Regions from separate parts of the Ovis aries genome. Here region 2 is linked to region 1. The links are chromatin contacts, called in public Hi-C maps. All regions are on one chromosome and are shown on one strand. Each heading gives the region's core, a stretch centred on a gene start, on an enhancer-like site or on the middle of the called end of the contact. The rest is flanking DNA. Distances are from core to core; before and after follow the strand shown. Region 1 holds the start of TOMM20 (translocase of outer mitochondrial membrane 20). Region 2 holds the start of ARID4B (AT-rich interaction domain 4B).

Region 1 (4,316 bases), core at 673-3,172:
ACAGAGTCTTTTCCAATGAGTCAACTCTTCATGTGAGGTGGCCAAAGCACTGGAGTTTCAGCTTTAGCATCAGTCCTTCCAATGAACACCCAGGACTTCAGCACATTCATTAATCACCGTGTGTCAGGTACTGTACTAAATTCTACATTATAATGTTCTACAAAAAAAGAAGGAAACTAAAGCTTGAAATTTGTTGCCCAAGGTTACTTAGCTACTAATTCAAGCCTGACACTTAAGTCATCAGGCTACTACTGAAACTAGAAAGAAATTTATGGAAGACCAAAAAAAAAACCAAACCTGTGAAAATAACAGATTTCTCAATTTGTTCAAAATCACAGCTTTTATTATTTCTTCAACCAAAAATTAGTTTTCTCAAGGTTTTCAACAATAGGATTGCAGCGATTCCAAAGGAAGGGTTAATCCAGTCTTTACAGAGATCTACCTCCACACCACCACTGCCCAACTATTTCTTGGAAGCTACAGGAAAACGATAACAATTCCAATAATTACATTTACAGCAGGAATTTACAGGATGTTCTCCATGTCAAGAATGGTGGTGAGCACATCAAACATTTTAATCTTCACAAAACCAAAAAGAGGCAATACCTGATTTGCAAGCTAAGAAAATAAGATTCAGAAAACCCAAGATCATACTGCTAATCTGTGACTAACCTGGGTCAGGAAACTCAGTGTCTGAATCCAAAGCAGCATTATTTCCATTAGTTTACCTAACTATAAATAAAAAAATCACCTCTATATCCCTTTCTTCCTGAGACACAAGAGAGCCAGAATCAGGTATCACATTGCAGATGGTGTAAGAGCAGCAGTTTCCAGTAAGGTAGTCCCAGCCACGTGCAACCCAAGTACACGTGAAATGCTAATCACTTTTTCGTATTTTTCTGGGCTTTAGTAATTTACCTATACATTCTAGTTTCAGGAACTATTCTGACTGAGCAACCTAGGTAGATTACAAAATTATTTCTTAATGCAACAAATTTGCTCTTCTGTTGCTGCGAACGAGCATACCTCCGAAATTCAAAGCACACGAAAGGTTTTGGCGACACGATTTCCTTCTTGTAAATCTCTTTTAAAAGATGTCGCAGGTATGAAATAAGACTGAGCCACAGGAAACGTGCAGCCTTTTGGACGCCCCTGCGATTTCTATAGCATTCACTCATATCTTGGAAGCCTTTACAGTGGAGCTACCAAGAGGGTTTAAGAATGCATGCAACCTTATCGTTTGAGAATGATACTAAACTGGATTTGCAGGTTCAGTCTAAGCACAAATTCCTAAAATACAAAAAAAAAAAAAACACCACAAAAAAACCCACATTCGAGTTCGGAAGAGGCGAAAAAAGATAAACAGCAAAAAAGAGCCACAACCCCCTAAATTACAATACAAACCAATCTGCCCTTACATAGTACATGCTTAGGGAAAACAAAATGGGAAAAATCGTTCCTCCAAAATGGAGGGACGCTTTCGTTGGCACACGAGCCGGGAGCAACCCTGGAAGCGGCGCCATCACCTTTCTCTGGCGGGTGCGCTCCAGGGCCCAGACCCTGCAGCACCACGCGGCGCCCAGCACGCGGCGGGTCGGCCGGCGGGAAGCAGGGGACGAGGGCGCCGCGGGGGGAGGAGGAGGGAGGCCCAGGGAACCGGAGACCCACTCACGTTCTCGCAGCCTGTTCTTGAAGTTGGGGTCACTCCGTCTCTTGCGGTCGAAGTAAATGCAGTAACCGATGAAAAGGGCCCCGCACACGCCGGCGGCGATGGCGCTGTTCCGGCCCACCATCTTCTCTCCACCGAGGAGCCGGGTCGGCTGCGGCGGGGCCCTAAAAGAAGCCGTTGACCGCGAAGACCCAGATCCGAGTGCGCGGCTCCGTCCCGACGCCCGCCGCCCGCCGCGAGGGACGCGGAAAGACGGAACATGCGTCACTTCCGGCCCCCGTCGCCGAGGCCCCTGGGGATGTCCGCAGCAGTGCCTGAGGGGAGGCACCCGCGCCGCTTCTGCGCCTGCGCAGGTGCTTAAGTTCGCTACGGAGTCGAGCTACTGCGCGAGGTCGCGCACGTCCTTAAGAGCGTTTGAGCTTGACGTGATGAGGGTGGCACGTGGCCGTCGTGCGCACACTCCAGAGTGTGTGTAGCTGACTTCCTTGCTTGTGTCAAAGATGGAAGGTCACTGGTCGCAAATGCTTCATCATTTTATGTTACACAGGCGCCCTGTAACTCTTGTTTGATTCACTTTCATTTGGTTTCAAGCTCAGTCACAATCCGTTTTGCAGCAAGGACCATAATCTAGTGATTCGATTTCAAAAGATTGTTACGGTATAGTCTCAGGAGTGGAAGAAAATTAAATGGAGCGATTCCTGGAAAAGGATAACGGGTAAGAGACACAATGGAAAAAAATAGTAAACACTGAGTTGTCAAGCTGTCATACCCACTGAAGACATTATGTGTGTAGTTTAAATTTGAAAAGACATAGACGGGATCCTCTGAAACCTTTGGAGTGATAGGAATGTTTATTATAGACTGTAGTGTCCTGACAGTTTATGCGAAAGAGATGGTTCATCATGGGGCTGCCCAGCAAGACCTGAAAGACCAGGGTTGTGATTGGGCGGTTGGGACTTTGATCTGGGTGGTATCAGCCCTATTTCTGGGGGAAAGGAGGGGAAGGAGGCTGGAGAATAACTTCATGGAGTTCAACTTCATGACCTACATAAGTGAAGTTGCTCAGTCGTGTCCGACTCTTTGTGACCCCATGGACTGTAGCCTACCAGGTTCCACCGTCCATGGGATTTTCCAGGCAAGAATACTGGAGTGGGTGTCCATTTCCTTCTCCAGGAGATCTTCCTGACCCAGGATCGAACCCAGGTCTCCCTCATTGTAGGCAGACGCTTTACCGTCTGAGCCACCAGGGAAGGTAGGTTATGACCCACATAGGGAAGCCCAATGAAGGCTCTGGACACCGAAGCATGTGCCCTTCCGAGGTTGGCAGTACTCTGTACTTAGGAATCAACGTGCCATGTGCAAGGAGGGTGAGGTGTTCTGTCTTCTGGGAGGTGTTCAGGGAGGGAACAACAGAAGCTTTGAATTTGGGACTCGCCCATACCTTTCCCTTGTGCATGCCTCTTCTCTTTCCCTTTGGCTGGTTTTGGTTTATTCTTTTTTGGCTGCACAGCAAGGCTTGTGAAATCTTAGTTCCCTGACCAAAGGTTGAACCTGGGACTTAAGCAGTGGAAGTGCCAAGTCCTAACCACTGGACTACCAGGGCATTCCCTGGCTGCATTTTATGTATATCCTTTTGCTGTAATAAAACTGTAATCATAAGTAGAACATGTTCTTGAGTTCTGTGATTCCTTATGGTGAACCTGAGACAGGGAGTAGGAACCTCCAAATTACTAGCTGGTCGGTCAGAAGAGTGGCCTGGAGACACATCTCTCCCTGTATTTGTGACCTGTGTATTCTCATACAGCCATCTTGTCATACAGCAATACTGTCCCCATAACACAAAGTCTGGCTCAACTCTAGGGTAGATGGTGTCAAGCTGTTGCAGGGTACTTATGGAAACATTTAGCTGACATTCCTAACCTAGTCCAAGAGCTTGGGAAAGCCCTTTTGCTTGAGTGATAATGAACCTGTGCAAGTGTGCGTGCTAAGTCACTTCGGTCGTGTCTGACTCTCGGTGACCATATGAACCCTCCAGGCTCCTCTGTCTATGGGATTCTCCACGCAAAGAAAGAGTACTGGACTGAGCTGCCATGCCCTCTTCCAGAGCATCTTCCCAACCCAGGGACTGAACCTGAGTCTCTATGCCTCCTGCATTGGCAGGCAGTTTCTTTACCACTTGCGCCACCTGGGAACCTGAGATCCTATAAGACTGGAAATTTGATCAAAGGTACATGTACATTGCCTGGACTGGGGTGAGATGCGAAGGTGCATATATATCACAGCAAAGCAAATGACTGCTATTGGGGGGTTGGACACAACAGAAAAAAAGCTTTTCCTTATGTCATGCACACATACGGATTCTTCCTAGCCTTAACAGTGCACCCCTATCAGCTGACAGAGGTATGTCCTGAGCCACAGGTGGAACGGAAGACTTGTAGGGCCGCACAGATGACCTGAGGCCTAGAACTTGAGCCGGGGTAATCAGAGACTATGTGTCCATCACCTTATGACACTAAGCAAAGGACACGCTGTTCTTTCTGTTGTGCATCATAGAATGCCATGTAAGTAGGAGGTCATTGCTATGAGATAAGATAAACCAAGCAACCTGTTGATACAAAGAACAGTTAGTGCAACTCCTGTGCCTCTG
Region 2 (4,316 bases), core at 1,167-3,666, 170 kb after region 1:
GTAGGAGTTTATAGCACCTCAAACTCAAAAACAAAACAACCTAAAAAAAGACTGAATTTAACTACTTTGTATAGCTGATAAATATTTAAGTAGTCACAGCTTTCATTTTCTACCATGAGCATGTACTCCAAATTTTAACTTGGAATTAAAAATTATTTTTAAATAATTCAAAGGACTGTCAAAAGTAGTTGGAATTTACATTTTAACATACTAACTGTTGCATTTCTATCCCTGTGAAAACCCTCTACTCTTTTCAAGCTCTTCTGAGTTTGTAATGGATGAAAAATACCTGCTAGTCTCTAAGTTCCAGTAGTTGAATCTAAACATTTCAGATATCTAAAGCTTTTCATCCTAAAGTGGGTTAAAAAAATATGGCAGCATTCAATCACATATTCTCTAAAGTGAAAAAACAACCTGTACTAAGTTTATGACTATAATTTCTTCAACCATTTAAGCAAACCATACTCTTTTAGACAATATCCTCCATTCAGTTAACATGTTTACATTTAAAAGGAACCTGGCAATCGGTTTTATCACAATGCAATACAGCATCTGATAATTTATAGACCTAATGGATCAGCAGAGGAAAACACACCATATAATCCTAAATCCCCGGAAATACAAGGAACAACTAACTGCTGTCTCTGAATTATGTAAAGATCACCAACATTCTCTTCAAAAAATCTTTCAATTAAGATTATATTTAATTCTCCTAAGCAAGGAGGTCTTCGGTTAAAAATTGACAATACTGTTCACACAATAAATGAGATGTTCTTTCATCAGTGTAACCGATAGAACCACAATACAGTTCAGTTTCTAGAATCAGATTACTTGACCTGCTTTTAAAACACTTAAATTCACGCAGCTATTTCTCTCATTCCCCGAAAAGAGAGAGGTTCTATAAGGAAAAATCATCCTCAGCGAGATATCCTATAACCGGCTCCAACTCCACAGCAAAGCCCACCGATATCCACACCAGCTGACCCTCGTCGTCTCCGGGGACGAGCTCGGGCGCCAAGCCACCACACACACCTTCCTCAGCAAAACTCGTTGGGGCCCCCTACCCGAACTCAATCAAAGCCCCCACTTCCTAGATTCTCTGGCCCCCAGGCTCGTCTTCTGGAGATCTTACCTTCATGATGATCCTGGGGCCGCGATCTCCCCGAAAATACCAGATTCACCTGCACCTGGAGAAGAAACAAAAGACACCCCGTCAACATCACGGGCACCCCTCTGCACTGGCGGAGGCGGAGGGACTCCAGCGAAGCCTGCACGCCGAAAAGGAGCTCAAGGAGGCGTCAGCCCCCAAACCACCAAACGCCGATCCAGGGTCCCCCTCTGGCCCCGCCATCCTCGCAAACCTGGCCACCTACACAGCTCGACAGCTTCCCGTCCCCATTGTCGGGACCCGACGGAGTTTCCCGTCTCCGACAATGACGCCATTTCTGTCAGAGAAGAAACTCACAACAAGCCTGGGGGCCGGCGCGGGGCCGGCCGCCCTCCTGCCCGAGGGCCTCCGCGCCGTTCCGGCAGCTCCCCCTCGAAAGGGCCGCGCACCCCAAGTCCAAGCGGGCGCAAGCCGGGCCTGGGGGAGCACAGCAGGGGCGACGGACGGGCCGGGCGGGCCGCGAGCTGCACCGACCAGCCGCAGAGCCTCAGCCCACGTCCCGCTCCGAGATGGACACCCGACAAGTGGGAGCGGGATCCGAGGGGACAGCGAGAGCGCCGAGGGGGCCAGGAGGCGGCAGAGCTCCCCCACCGACCCGGGCCCCCCACCGCGGCCGAGGGACGCTAAAGCGCTGAGTGTGCGGCCGCCAGGCTGGGGGGCGACTCGGACTCGGCAACTGCGGGGGGCGGGGGAGCTGCACGGAGGCCGAGGCCCCGAATTTCCGTGCCCGGGGAGACCACCAAAGCGACCTTCCCCGGGTCCTCGGCCGGGCCCAGTGACTCCCTTAATGACCCCCTTACGAGACCGCGAAAGCCTCAGAAAATGTCCCTACCTTCCTCGGAGGCGAGCTCCGACTCTGGCACGTCCAGAGTCCCCTCCCCTGCTCCCCCCCAAAACCAGCAGGCCCGGGGGAGAGATGGGGGAAGAAGGGCGGCGGGTCCAGCGGTTGCTGAGGCTGAAGCTCCGGCTCCTCCTCCTCCCGCGGCGGCGACTGGTACCTTTGTTTGGCGGCCGCTCGGGCTCCCTCGCTGGGGGGAGGGGGGACGACGAAAAATCTCTCCTGGACTGGAGGTCTGGGCCCCCAATCGCGCTGCCCTCCACAGGACGGCGGCGACAGACCCTCTGCGACTCCCTCCGAGCAAAAGTCCAGGCGGTGGCCGTGGCAGCGGCAAGCTTAAGCTGAAGAGTCTCCCTCCGCTCCGGCGCCCGAGCTCCTCACTCCGGACTCGACTGACGGGCAAACATCGCTTCCCCCCCCACCCCAAGTGCCCCCCTTCCCTCCTTTCTCCCCTCCCCTAGACTTTTTTCCCCTCCCCTACCTCTTTCCCGGATGGCTTCTTAGACGACCTCGGATTGGTTAGGCTTCTTTAGAACCCGCCTATACCCTGTTCCTATTGGTCCCCGCGATACAAACAACGACGCCATTTTCCCACCAGTTCTATGGAAACAGAAAGTTACGCCTCAAAGCTCCCCGGGAAATGTAGTCCAGCCTGTCGGACCAATGCGCGAAGCCTCCCCCCGGAGAACTGCAAGACCCGCAATGCCCCGCGCCTCCGTGAGACAGGCGGGGGGGAACGAAAGGGGGCGGAGCAACAAAGCGGAGGGGAGGTGGCAACGACGCCTGCGCAGTGTGACCGGGATGGCGCATTTTATTGCACCGAGTAATGCGGGGTCGCCGGCGGCCGAAGAGGGCGGAGAGTTCTGTGGTGAAATAGGGGAAAGTATTCATGTAGGCATCGGAAGGACCCTTACTCTGAACTATAAGGTGGGAAGCTGATACTGGGTACAGCTTACTCCCGGACCCGCGGCGTGAAAGTTGTGATATCATCCTCGAACCGTGAGTGGCTGTGGTGGCGGCTGGGGGGAACCCGGATGGGGAGGTGGGTGGGGGAGGCTGGGAGGCGGAGCTGAGAGGAAAGAAAGAAAGGAGGGTGAGGACCCGGATGCTGAACCGGATTGTGTATGAATTTTCCATCCTCTGGCTGGAGAAGGGGAGGAGCCGCAAGGGACCCAGTGGGGCGGAAGGGGCCCTCTGGGCGGAGAGGAAGCGGGCACCTCACCGACCCTGTGCTAGGGGAGTCGACGTTTGAAGCTCTTCTGCCAAGGCTGTGTTAAAAATCTGACTCGAAGTTAGTTAAATTCCCTCCCTGTATCTCCCCGGCAATTTTCTTCAGACCCATCCATCATCTCCTGGAGTTTGGACGGATGCGCTCTGCGCTCCGCAGCCGCCCTTATATTTGTGTGTCGATTTGGCAATACTGAAACCAGATCCTTCCCTTTAAAGAAAAAACAAAAAAAACCACTTTGCATGATATTATCACTTTTTCATGCCGGAGTGTGCCTTGAGTTTATCCTCTAACGCGTTGGAAGGCACTTGCCATTGGTTCCTTCGTTCATTTCACATATTTGAGCGCCTACCATGTGAAAAAACTGGTGTGGCCCCTGCCTTCCTGAATCCGAGCATAAGACGGACAGGATGGACACACACGTCAGTGTGAAATGGCAACAGGTGTGATTGCTACGAAAGAGAGTGTCACGGTGATATGAGAATTGGAAACAGGAAATTTGCCTTAGGGAGATGAGGGAAGGCTTTCCCGAGCAAGTAAAGATCGAGCTGAGAGCAGAAGGTTTAGCAGGAGTAAACTTAAGGAAAGAGCATTCCAGACAGAAACGGTATCATGTTGGAAAGCCTTATGCCAGCGGGAGCTTTTTAAAATATGAAGAACTGAGGCTGGAGGGCTGGGGTTTTGACTGCGAACCTGACACGCTTTGTTAGGGAGTTTTGTTCTGTTTAAGAGCCATGGGATAACGTGTATGGGTTCCCAATCAGAGAGGGGAGATAGGACCAGATTTGAATTTAGAAAAGGTCACACGGTGAAGAGTAGAGGACTAGAAGAGAGGGGCAGGTACTAGGGAGTCCAGCCTGGGGGTTATTGTCTCCATGGAGAAGAGAATTTGATTTTGTGTTAATATTCATAATATATTGTTTGAACAAATTTAAGGCAATTTCCCAGTTTTGAAAAGGAGTAGTTTCAGACTCTGAACAGAGGCAATCTGTGGTGGTGGTTCACTCTAAAAGTAAATTAGGCACAACATGGTAATGAACTGTACATCAATAAAATATTTTAAAAATTAGTAGAGTGCATGT

The links. A called contact is a pair of places that touch in the nucleus more often than the background predicts.
Region 2: a contact with region 1 is called in a Hi-C map of hypothalamus, with 2.4 times the contacts expected there. The contact joins the promoter of ARID4B here to the promoter of TOMM20 in region 1. A contact is called at or near these places in 2 of 16 Hi-C or Micro-C datasets (hypothalamus and skin fibroblasts).

What each region holds. Positions count from the first base shown.
Region 1 is chr25:7,266,882-7,271,197 of ARS-UI_Ramb_v3.0, forward strand. It overlaps TOMM20 (translocase of outer mitochondrial membrane 20), which reads right to left and starts at 1,923. Exons shown (of 5, transcript XM_027962445.2): 1 at 1,673-1,923. The coding sequence starts at 1,793. It overlaps LOC114110915 (small nucleolar RNA SNORA14), which reads right to left and starts at 1,227; the gene lies at 1,093-1,227. LOC132658656 (a long non-coding RNA gene) reads left to right here and starts at 2,148. Exons shown (of 2, transcript XR_009598569.1): 1 at 2,148-2,384; 2 at 3,705-4,316.
Region 2 is chr25:7,435,662-7,439,977 of ARS-UI_Ramb_v3.0, forward strand. ARID4B (AT-rich interaction domain 4B) reads right to left here and starts at 2,417. Exons shown (of 23, transcript XM_060406727.1): 1 at 2,167-2,417; 2 at 1,133-1,187. The coding sequence starts at 1,138. It overlaps GGPS1 (geranylgeranyl diphosphate synthase 1), which reads left to right and starts at 2,796. Exons shown (of 4, transcript XM_004021362.6): 1 at 2,796-3,005.